Linked DNA regions of Pan troglodytes: region 1 is linked to region 2. Evidence: chromatin contacts called from public Hi-C data. All regions are on one chromosome and are shown on one strand. Each heading gives the region's core, a stretch centred on a gene start, on an enhancer-like site or on the middle of the called end of the contact. The rest is flanking DNA. Distances are from core to core; before and after follow the strand shown.

Region 1 (5,874 bases), core at 2,372-4,871, 210 kb after region 2:
ACCTCCGGTAACCAAGAAGTTTCCTGGGAACAACTTGTATTTGAATCGTGATTTGGTATCTGAAAAAACATCTCGGCTTGGCAGGAAGGATGCTGGTATTGGGTAAGGCAGAAGACTCCATGCCTGGGAGACAGCGTGTGCCCAGGCTGACTGGAGCAGGAGAGAACAGTGGGAGGAGCCTTGGGAGAAGCAGTAGGTGCTCCATGTTGCTTGAATGGGAAAAGAGATTCCGAGAAGAAGATCACGTTGTTAAGAAATGAGTGTGGGAGGAATTTTATTTATTGCCAAACTATCTAACTACATATAACTTTGCAACTTGCTTTTTTCATTGGACATCATTCCATATTAAACGTATGGGCCTCCCTCCTTCTTTCGAATGGGTACCCAGTATTCCATTGTATGAAATACAGTTATAGTTAACTAGTTCCCTACTGACATTTGGGTTTTGCAAATGTTCTGTTAGAAACAATTTTGTGGTTAGTACATAGTCATTTAGTAAGTATTTGTTGAGTCTCTTCCCTGTGCTGGTCACTGTTCCAGGGGCTGAGGATACAGCAGTGAACAAAACAATATCCCTGCCCCTGTGGAGATTTTACTCTGGGGGTGGAGGACTGGAAAGACAATAAGAAAGACAGTCAAGTCAATCCTGTTAGCTGACGATGAGTGCTTAGCAGAAAAGATGCATCAGGGAAAGCAGCTATGAAAGTTGGAGTAAGGGGACGTTAAATTTTAGATAGGGTGACCAGGGAAGGCCTCACCAAGAAGGTGACTTTTGAGTGGAAATACAAGTCAACTGTGATATCTAAGGGGAAGAAGAAGGGCAAGACTTTGAAGCCAGGGTCCGCCTCTTCTATGGAGGAACGAGGAGGCCAGAGGCTGGAGCTGGTGAAAGCAGCTGGTGTTAGAGTGGCAGAAGGTGATGTGCGAGGGATTGTGTGTCAGAGTAAAGACTTCAATTTTTTCTGGAATGAGATGGGAGGCATCTCAGGTTCACTTTGGCTTCTGTGTTGCTGCTAGACTGCAGGGGACAGGGGCAGAAGCAGGGAGACCAGTGAGGAGTCTACTGTGATTGTCCAGATGAGAGATGATGGTAGTTTGGACCTGCGAGAGCAGGGGAGGTGGTAAATAAGGGGGTTCTAGGAATGTAACGTGAAGGCAGAGCCATCAGCACTTCCTGATGGATTGGACATGAGGTGGGAGAAGAGAGGAGCCATGCTTGACACTGGTAGGATGGTGCTGTTGTCAGTGGAGGTGGCTTGGTGTGCGTTAGTGTAAGAATTTTCAGAAGATAAAAATCTAGGAGTAGAATGATTCAGTGTCACATAATGGGTCAAAATAAAACTTCTTGGCAACTGAAAGTTTTTTTTATTTGTTGTTTCTTACATTTTTCTCAGTTTCTAATTTTTTTCTAATAGTGTTTTTATGATAGTTACTTATAAAAATAAAAACACCCCTGCAATTATATCCCTTAGTCTACTCCATAGGTAAGATACTGAAAACTTATGGCTCAATCAAAATTATGTAAAGCAAGTAACTTAAATATTAGAGCAGAAGTTCTTAATTTCTTTTGTCTCAAGACTTCTTAAATTATTGAGGACCCTAAAAAGTTTTTGTTATGTGACTTCTAGCTATTGATACTCATCATGTTAGAAATTAAAATGGAATATTTAAAAATGTTTATTTAACTTATTTTTACTTGATGAGCATTTCATGTAATTCATTTAAAAATAAGAATAAACCCATTATATACCAGTGAATGTACATTTGTGGTAAGAATGACATTGTTTTACATATTTGCACATCTCTTTAGTGTCTGATAGAACACAACTTGATTCTTATATTTGCTTCGGTGTTCACTCTGTTGTTTTGTGTTACTTTGGTTGAAGTCTCAAATAATGTGGCCCTGCACAGGTATGCAGTTCAGAAAGGGAGGAGTATTTTAATAGCCTCTTCAGATCATTATAGTTGTTGGTCTTTGATACTAGAGTTCAACAAGTTGTAGTTCCTTAAAGGTTAACTGCAATGTGGACTCTGAAATCCTGTCAATGAACTTGTTTTATTTCCTTAAAATTCAATTTGAATGGATCTCTCTTGCAATTTGAATGGATCTTTTACCCATGCATGAGTTTATATCATCATGCATTGGCCATTTGAAAAATATTGGTTTACGAGTTATGCAGATCTTATAAATGTTACATATTTCACTATGTAATATCAGAACTCACATTCATTAATATGACCACCGATCACATCAGAAAAATCATTAAAGTATTGGAAAGCTGTCAAACTCATGTGGTGAATACAAGTTTTCCAAAATTCTAATTTTCACTTGAAACCTGGAATTTTATCATTGGCAACAAACACTGTCTGTTGTTTTCCTTGAAGTAACAGGCTCACTTTGTTCGTTTTTCAGAAAATGGCTGCCAAATAAATACCCGAGTCTGAATAACCAAGTTTGTCAGACATTCTTTGAAGTAAAAATTGTGCTCTACGAAAAAGCAGCTAGTTGAGCCCACGATTCAATTGCACAGTTGCTTTTCCTTCACACAAACTCTGTGCTTGGAAACGCAGCAGAATTGTTTTCTGTGCATGTCCTGTTGCATTGTATAGAATACTAAAGAGACATGTACTCGAGGGCCCATATTTAATAAAGTGAGTAATTCTCACTGCTTCATCAAAGACTTCTAGGTGGAACTGGCTATTTTTCTTCAATTCTTTGAGCCATTGGGAGTCAAGAGTGCAATGGCCCCTGGTAGAGTTTGGTGCCTCTGCCTTGCTTTGTGCTGAGGCACCAGGAATTCACCCATCATAGCTTTTGCACCACCAGTATAAATGTCAACCCAGTGAAACAGGCAAAAAATGTCTCTGTATTATTATGAAAATAAGTTTTGACCTCTCAGACCCCCAGAAGACCCCCCAGCCTGTAGATCAGCCTGTGGAACACACTTTGAGCACCACTGTACCAGAGGGTCTTTTGCTACTTAAGAGACTAAAAGCTGCAAAAACACTTTAAACACAAATAATCCCCTCTTGTTTATCTAAATCCATATTTATTTCTCTAGCAAAGTTTACTTTTAAGCTCAGCTTGCCCAACAGTTGCATTTACATTTAAAGAGACTTGTTTTTAATGTAGGAAAGACATTAAATTTTCATTTAAAAGTAAGGAAAAAATTGAGAGTCAATCCTTGAAGTAAGGGTTCTCAGTTGTGGGCCTGTTCCTTGCAGTGGAGTGGATTGTGACACCTCTGGAAATGCTAACTCTGTGTAACACAACCAAGTCATGATATACTGTAAAGATCTGGTTGCTCATCATATACTATAAAGTACTAGGCCAGAAGCAATTGTAACTCTCCTCTCATTGCTTTATATTAAAACTCTGAAAACCCCAAGCTTGGTGAGGCCAAGGCTGGGTTATGGCAAGGTGCTCTGCCTGAGTATGCAAGTGTAGTCGAGGGAGAAATTTGTTGCAGGGATCCATTTACTTGGGGCAGGCTGGAAGTGCACATTCTCCTGATCCTTAAGCTTTTATTAATTGCTGCAGCCTTGGCTCCTTCTATGCTCCCAGTGTGGATTTGCTGGCTGAGCTCCATCCGTCCTTTATGTGAATGAAGATAAGGATGTGTCAGACCCTGGGAATGAGAACATGCTGTTTGGCCCTTCAAGGCAATTTCCTTTTGAGTCCCAGCCCTCTCCAGATGGCATCTAATTGTTTCTTGAATGACCTCAGTGTCCAGGCTGCAGGAACCTGGTCTGAGAAGCCATTTCACATATTTATTAGCCTGTGGATGAGAACTTACTATATAAAGCCCCCATTCACACTCTCAAAAGAGCTTTTTGTACAGAAGAAATAAGGAAACTGATGGACTGTTTCCTGTGACCACCAGTCTTCAGCCGGATTCTTATTTTTACCAGGCCCAGGTGGGTGTATTTTGAAGGGGTCTGTGTGGTCCAGCTGAATCCATCCTGGTTCAGTGCCCTCCTGTCTGTCTCCTCATGGTCTCTACATGAAAGCCTTGACAGAATAGAGTCAAGTCCCCTTACCTCCTGGTTTCAGGATTACTTGAACAGAGTACAGGTAGTGTGAGTTAATTACTGCATTCTGGAAGCGTCTCCCAGTTTGAAATCCCAGCTAGTTCAAAATTTGAGAGAGTAAAATGACTCTTTTATTTTTGAGATGGAGTCTTGCTCTGTCACCCAGGCTGGAGTGCAGTGGTGCAATCTTGGCTCATTGCAAGCTCCACCTCCTGGGTTCACGCCATTCTCCTGCCTCAGCCTCCCGAGTACTGGGACTACAGGCGCCCGCCACCATGCCTGGCTAATTTTTTTGTATTTTTAGTAGAGATGGGGTTTCACCATGTTAGTGAGGATGGTCTTGATCTCCTGACCTTGTGATCCGCCCTCCTCGGCCTCCCAAAGTGCTGGGATTACAGGCATAAGCCACCGGGCGTGGCCGTAAAATGACTCTTAGGGCCAAAGTGGGAAGCAGCCGTAATTCAGCCAGAGGCTGGCAAGGCTGGCTCACCTGGTGAGGAGCATGACTTCTGTGTGGCCTGTCATCCCTCATGCCTCTGCAGTTCTGAACTATTTTTGGAGAGACAGGGAAGGGCCCCTACCTTCTTGCAAATACCATGAACAAGAGCCACGTCTCTAGAAATATGCATGCACACTTACTGCACATCTTAGTTCCAGGTGTTTGTGGACCCCAGGTTGAGAATCCCTGAGCTATCTCCAAATGTTCAGTGGGCCCCTATCATGTTCAGGCATTCCAATGATGACAATAAGACATGGGTCATGAGGCCAACAGACAAGGGCACCAGTCATTTTAATGAGTGCTTCAGTAGCTGAACCCTGGAGGACAGGGTTGGAGCTAGGGCTTCTTACTGGGGTAGGTAGAATAATAGCAAGGGGAGAAGGAAACCCCTACGGGCCCACACAGACTGAGAGCAGGGGCTCCCAAACTTCCAGGCCATGTCCACCTAAGGACTGTCTAAGGAGCACATTTGGGAAGATTGGAATGTGATTTGGAGATGATGTAAACGTCCTGTCCTTTGACCTGGAAAGAAGTCATGAGGGTTGCCCTCACAGGTGACTGTACCGGGAAAAGCTCACCTGGCCTCAGTAAGGGAATGTCTCAGCCAGTACCTCTAAATTGGGTCCTGTGGCCTTCCACATAGCAGAATAGCCTTTTGGAAACATCCTCCAGGAGCTGAGGATGGTGCTGATGCCACATAAGCAGGGCTGAGAATGCAGTTGGTTTGTGCTTTCCCCTGGCTGGGAGGTGCTGGGTGTGGGAGCAGAACTCACCCCTACACCAGTGGCACAGTACATTCCAACAACATGAATCCCTCTCCCTCTTCCTAGAGGCAAATTCGTGTATCGTTATCCTTGAAAACTCAAGGCAACTCAATTATTTCCATGGAAGTCCCTGGAATAGACTGCAAAACACCATTAATTTCCATTCATTGCTGACACATGAGTGTACAACCCTATTATTAATGGGTGTATAATGTGCATGTTTTCATGTAACATCAGTTCATGTTGGCTCCTTGTAGCGTTTCTCAGATACAGAGATCACATTTTATACACATAATCTCCAACAGAGCCAGACACAATATGTTACATCTCCATCTCAAGTTTTAATCTTACACTGATAAGGTGAGCCTGTAAACCCAAATTGATGGTGTGAGCTAGGAAACTTACCTCTGGGAAGGGCAGGGGTGGAGTGGCCTGGGTTGATGACTACTTCTGGGAAGGAAAACATTTTTAGGACCTTAGTCTCTTGCATCTGCCTCTCTCAGCACTTTGACCACATTCTCTTCCATCAGCTTCTTTATGCAGTGAGGGCCTGGCTGTGGGCTGCTCTAGGCTTATATT
Region 2 (5,679 bases), core at 684-3,183:
GATTCCTGGGCCCCACCCCAGACGGACCGAATTAAGAGTCCCAGAGTGACGGCAGAAATCTCCATTTTTGACGGGCTCCCGCTGGGATTCGGGTGTCTGCTCATCTGGAAGCCTCCATGCTGGAGAGGTAGTCAGCACAGCGCACGCAGGGCGTAGGCGTGTTTTCTCGTCCCTCCCTCGCAACCATAGTCCCGCTCAAGGCGTGGGGGTGTCACCCGAGACCCGGGACTCCCCTGCACTTTCCTTTAGGCCGAAACCGCGAGCCTTCGCTTCAGTGTCGCTTTTCCTTCGCCGCCGCCGCCGACGCCGCCGCCGCTGCCGCTCTTCTCAGGACCTAGATCGACTGCCCAGTCGGCTGAGCTGGGCCCTGGGCCACCGAGGCCCGGGGAGCTGAGGGGCTCGGGACCCTGCGAGCCGCTTAAGAAAGGACCGCAAGAACCGAATGCAGTGAACTGCGAGAGCAGGGAATGAGAGACAAGTTAAACCGTTTAGCAAAAAAAAATAAGAGACATGATGGAGGCAGAAAATAAATTGTAGGGGGGAGGGAAAAAAGCGTTACGACTCCGCCGGGACTCGAACCCGGAACCTTTGAATGCCTTCAGCCTCTAGAAGTCCAATGCGCTATCCATTGCGCCACGGAGCCACCTGTTGGAGTCTCAGCGCATCTGCTGTGTTAAGCCAGAGGCGACGGCCGCGCGCTCTTCCGACCGCCCCTCCCGTCGTCAGTGTCACCGAGACCCAGCCGCCGCGCTCAGGGCACTGCCATCCGCCTCAAACGCCGGCCGCAGGCTCTCGGTCTCCCCGCAGTGGTCGCCCCTCAACAAGGTCGGCGACCCAGTTGAGCCAAGGGCGGCCGCAGTCCGACGGTCCCACCTGGTCGGTATGAGGGCAGCCGCAACCCGGTCCCCTTCACGGTCCGGGCCCAGCCGTACGAATCACAGTCGCGCTTTTCCCTCCCCGGCTCCCTTCCTGCCCCAAGCGCCCCGCCTACCAGGTCTCTCCGGCGGCCGCTCCAGCCCGGCCGGGACCCCAGAGTTGCAGGCCCAGGCCAGCCGTTGCACCGTTAAGCCGGGCCGGTGACGCCGGGCCTTTACGTCGCGCCTGTGAGCGGCCGAGGCCGAGCGGCCGCCCCTCGGGCTGCGAGACGTAAGCGGCGACCCCTCTCGGGCCTGGGCTCTTCCCTCGCGGCCCGGCCGGCCGGCGGCCTGGACCTGCGGCGGCGAGCGCCGGTCGCGGCGACGTCTGTGTGCGTGCTTGTGCGTGTTTATTTGCGCGGGGTTCGGAAAAACGGGGTTTGGGTTGCATTTCGCTCCCCACAGACCCAGAGCCGAATTTCTGAGGTATCCGGGCTCTGGTGGACTGAGGGGGGCGACGCGCCCCGCGCCGCAGCATCCTCCGAGAGCTCGTCTTGCCCCCAGCACCTGCCTCCAAGGACGCCGCGCAGCTGCCCCGAGCCCGCGCGCCCGGGCCCCGCGACTGCGTGGGCGGAAGCCGGGAGGGTGTCAGCACGCGTGGGAGCGCTGGGAGCATGCGTGTGCGGGTGCATGTGGTCGGAGGGCGCGCGCTCGAGCGCGGCCGCGGGGTTTCCTGGTGGCTGCGAGCGGTGGGGACGGCAGAGGGCCTGGCGCCGCTACCCAGAAGGGTGCGGTCGCCACGAATCTGAGAGGCGGCTGGGTGGGGGCCGGCAGGTTTCCAGTGCCCGCAGTGATCCCCATCCGCAAGACCCCGAAGCCCTTTGAAATAGACGGTCAAAGCCGCGTGGTTGCTCTGCGACTGCAGCGGCGAGACCGAACGCCCGGCCCCCGTTCCTATTAGCTCACAGCAGTCCCGGCCCCGCCTACGGAGGATTCGCAGGGCGGCCGCTGGGCGCGCTTTCTCGGCTTGGCCACAGCCCGTTTCTGCACCAAACCCGCCAGCCGCGGCCCACCCTGTGCTTCACCCATACCCGCCCCTGCCCAGCATCGCCAGGCCTCAAATGCAGAATAGTCTCTGGCAGAGTTCAAAGAGGGAAAGGGAAGTCCTGGGAAGAGTCCAGTGTGGTAGGGATTTTACAGTCTTAACCCCAAGACGAAGCTATGGAGCGGGTACATACACACCACCGTCCCCTTTATAATATAAAGAAGGGAAACTGCAGCTAAGAGAGGTTAAAAAACTCGTGTAGGGACGCCCAGCTAGTGAGCGTGGAGAACTGTGATGAATCATATTTTGTTATGTTTGCAAACTAACACGTTAGCTTTCACGGTTTCATGAATGCTGACAGAACACACCAGACTTCTGAGTCAGAGATAAAAGACTATTACAACAAAAGCAATAGCCAGAGTATCACCGTTTTTGAGTTGGCTCCCTGGACCCCAGTTCTCACAGGAACGAAGCACACAGGCCCAGATGCATGCTTACACACAAGATGGGTTGCATTACAGAAGAGGAATGCTGAGCTTGGGGAACCCACCATGTTATAGTGAGCAGTAAGCAAGCCTGCTCTTTGTTCCATAGGGAGACATTACCTCATCCCTCAAGATTGCTCGCTGCAAACACAACGCTGAGAAATGGCCCAAGTAAAGCGTGATCAGGGTCTTGCATTCTTGGCACATCTAGGAAGAACGTGCAAGGATGCGAATTGTGAATCGCTTCTCCAAACAGTAAGTGGCAGAGCCCTGATTGGTGCCAGGCCTATTTAATTATACTCTAATGTAAACAAAGTTTCTTGACAACATGATATATATATATATATATATATATAAAATTGTTATGCCCCTTTAATGAAATAAATGTCTTCACATTGCATGCAGGGAGAATTCTCATATGGATAAAATTAGCCTTTAAAATGGAATATGGTTTTAAATTGTATTTATTTAAACAAATCTTTTTTGAATTCTGAAATATGCCAGGCACTGGTGGCATCTCAGGGTCTCCACTGGTCTTAGGAGTTGCTCACAGCCGAATGGGAGAAGAGATGCTCTGTATGCCTGTGGGAAAACCATACAGAGGAATTCTGCCTGGGGTATTGGAGCCAAATCTCAAATGATGAGGAGTCATTGACGTGATTAAGTGACAGTTGAGATGCGTATATAAAAATTCTGGAAAGGGGGAATTGGGAAAGAAACAATGTGCTAAGGAAAGATGTATATGTGTTTGATTCCACTTAATGATTCAAACGAATAATTTTAGATATTTTATTCCACTAGATGAAGCCAAAAAAATTCCTGTATCATGGAAAATATTAGAGATACAGTGTTAGCAGACAGTGTGGGAAAGCCAGGCTTTCCCTGTGCAGCCTTCTGTGAGCTATCAAGGTTGTACTTCTTATACCCTGCAATTAGAAGACTGGGGCCAGGTGCAGTGACTCACGCCTGTAATTCCAGCACTTCTGGAGGCTGAGGCGGGAGGATCACTTGAGGCCAGGAGCTTGAGGTTACAGTGAGCTATGATCGCGCCACTGCACTCCAGCCTGGGCGACAGAATGAGACCCCATCTCCAAAAAAAAAAAAAAAAAAGAAGAAGAAAGTCACAGCCAAACAAGGTCAGGTGTGTGGTGGTTCTCTGAACAATTAACTAAGCAGTTTATAGGTAGCAATGTTAGCATGTAAGAAAAATGAAAAGAGTATTTAGTTGCCATCTGGGGAGAAAGATTCAGTGGGTTTTGTCTTCCCCTTTTCTAATCTGGCTGAATTTTCTCAGGCTGTATCTGTAGTAAACAGCCATTATACAACCTGAGCTAAGAATTCCCGCAAGTGAGAAAGCAACCTCTTCCTGCCAACAGAGGGAGTCAAAGCATGGGTTATAACCACTTTCAATTAGGCTGATTGCAGCACATCTGCAGTTTGAGTTCGCTGGACAGCAAAGCCCTAAATTAAATACGGTTTCATGTTGGTGTTTTATTTTTATTTTTATTTTGAGACAGAGTCTCACTCTGTCACCCAGGCTGGAGTGCAATGGCATGATCTCGGCTCACTGCAACCTCCATTTCCCGAGTTGAAGCGATTCTCCTGCCTCAGCCTCCTAAGTAGCTGGGATTACAGGCACGTGCCACCACACCCGGCTAATTTTTGTATTTTTAGTGGAGATGGGGTTTCACCATGTTGTCCAGGCAGGTCTTGAACTCCTGACCTTGTGACCTGCCTGCTTCGGCCTCCCAAAGTGAGGCGTGAGCTACCGTGCCTGGCCAGCAGGATTATTTTTAAGTTACTGTGTGGTTAGTGATTTTGGCCTTCCCAGAAGCTCTGGAAATGGACTATACTTCTACTGTATATATTTGCACTAGCTTTGCTTTACTCCAGAGGTATAAGGTTGCTGGAGTACTAGTTTTATTCAATTCAATGAGTAGGGACAATACAGTTAGGCCTACTGTGGGAACCAAGTGAAAGTTTAAGACATAATTCCTACCTTCAAGGACACTCCAAATTTCCTAGGAGAAATACGATTTATGAATATGAAGCAATAAGCAGATGAAGCAAGGTAGCATGTGAAAAAGTGTCATAATGTGACTGGGCATTCCTACCGGTAAAAATTTTTCAGTTTGGACCCCCAAGGAACAAGGATGCTCTATTATACTACTAATAAAACATACCTAAAAAGGAATTTTTAAAGGGTGAGATTTAAAAAACAAACAAACAAAAACTGTGGTAGTAGCAGTTAAGAGTACAGCCTGTGGAGTCAGGACCCTGTCATTCAAATCTTGGTTCAGCCTTTATTTGCAGGACATGATCCTTAACTTCTCTGCCTGAAAAATTATAAAATTGTTATGAGAATTGCAAGAGTTAATCCTCTCAAGGACTTGTCTCAGTTCTGGCACATGGTAAATGTGTAACAAATATTTGCTATTATATTAGTAAGTAGCTCTTAATAAAGAAATCCCACATCCTGCAGAAACAAAGGACAGTATAGATACAGCATCAGCTAAATTTGTTGCAACCGGAGGGACATTCTGCAGCTCCCTACCCCACTCCTACTCAGCTGTACATTTCATTTCTGTTACCGAACAGAACACTTAGCTTCTCAGACTGAAGACATCTACCTTCAGCTTCAATTCCTCACAGTTCTTAGTTCAAGAACCTTAGGCATATTTTTATTTTCATTTGTCCCACCCACCACATGGTTTCCCAAGACAAGGGTACCATCCACCCTTAAGGACTTAAGAAGACTCATTTCTTGCTAGAAAAATCTACTCACAACGTTGAAATGAAGGCCTTTTTCATCCTAAAATCTACTCACAACATTGAAATGAAGGGCTTTTTCATCCTAAAATATCTCAGTGCTGAGTGTGATTACTGAGCCAGGCCAATAGCCAAACCACATTAGGTGGCCAGGCAGGAACAGGGGAAGGAAAAGAAAATTTTCCAGGATGAAGAAAAACATAACATCAAGACAAAAATGAGGGTTGGATGGGTCCTTATGGAAGTACAGTTTGGGGTGATGGAAGATGTGTCAACAGACGAGGTTGGGAAGGTAGGATCCAGGCCAGATACGGCAAAAGGGGTAGGGGCAGACTTGATTCAAGATAAGGAATGTGGCAATGGGAAAGCATTTGGCATGAGAAAAGCTGTGTTTAGAGTGATTACTATAGGAGGGGATGTGCAGGCAGAATGGAGTGGGGCCAGAGGGTCAGGGAGACTACTGCATCCTATTTAATTTGTCTGATTTCTTCATCTTTTCAGAAAACCGTCTGAGGGTCCAGTAGTG

The links. Hi-C and Micro-C count contacts between places; a contact is called where the count stands out from the background.
Region 1: a Hi-C map of stem cell-derived neural progenitor cells shows a contact between it and region 2, with 5 times the contacts expected there. The contact joins the enhancer-like site here to the promoter of LOC129137262 in region 2. A contact is called at or near these places in 2 of 7 Hi-C or Micro-C datasets (blood and stem cell-derived neural progenitor cells), 1 of 1 datasets of contacts at active chromatin or transcription factors (stem cell-derived excitatory neurons) and 1 of 1 other capture datasets (stem cell-derived neural stem cells).

The regions. Positions count from the first base shown.
Region 1 is chr1:137,545,655-137,551,528 of NHGRI_mPanTro3-v2.0_pri, forward strand. The region is part of intron 5 of BCAR3 (BCAR3 adaptor protein, NSP family member); the gene reads left to right. Among named protein-coding and RNA genes, the nearest start is that of TRNAC-GCA, 110 kb to the right of the region's middle. Within about 2 kb of position 3,622, at least 4 of the 24 cell types and tissues checked have an H3K27ac peak or open chromatin away from gene starts, as enhancers often do. A contact at or near this core is called in stem cell-derived neural progenitor cells and stem cell-derived neural stem cells, where this site is marked.
Region 2 is chr1:137,334,250-137,339,928 of NHGRI_mPanTro3-v2.0_pri, forward strand. LOC129137262 reads right to left here and starts at 1,934. Exons shown (of 2, transcript XM_063799535.1): 1 at 992-1,934; 2 at 1-452. The coding sequence starts at 1,530. The coding sequence ends at 419. BCAR3 (BCAR3 adaptor protein, NSP family member) reads left to right here and starts at 446. Exons shown (of 14, transcript XM_054667967.2): 1 at 446-825; 2 at 2,494-2,639. It overlaps MIR760 (microRNA mir-760), which reads right to left and starts at 1,377; the gene lies at 1,299-1,377. TRNAR-UCU (transfer RNA arginine (anticodon UCU)) reads right to left here and starts at 643; the gene lies at 559-643.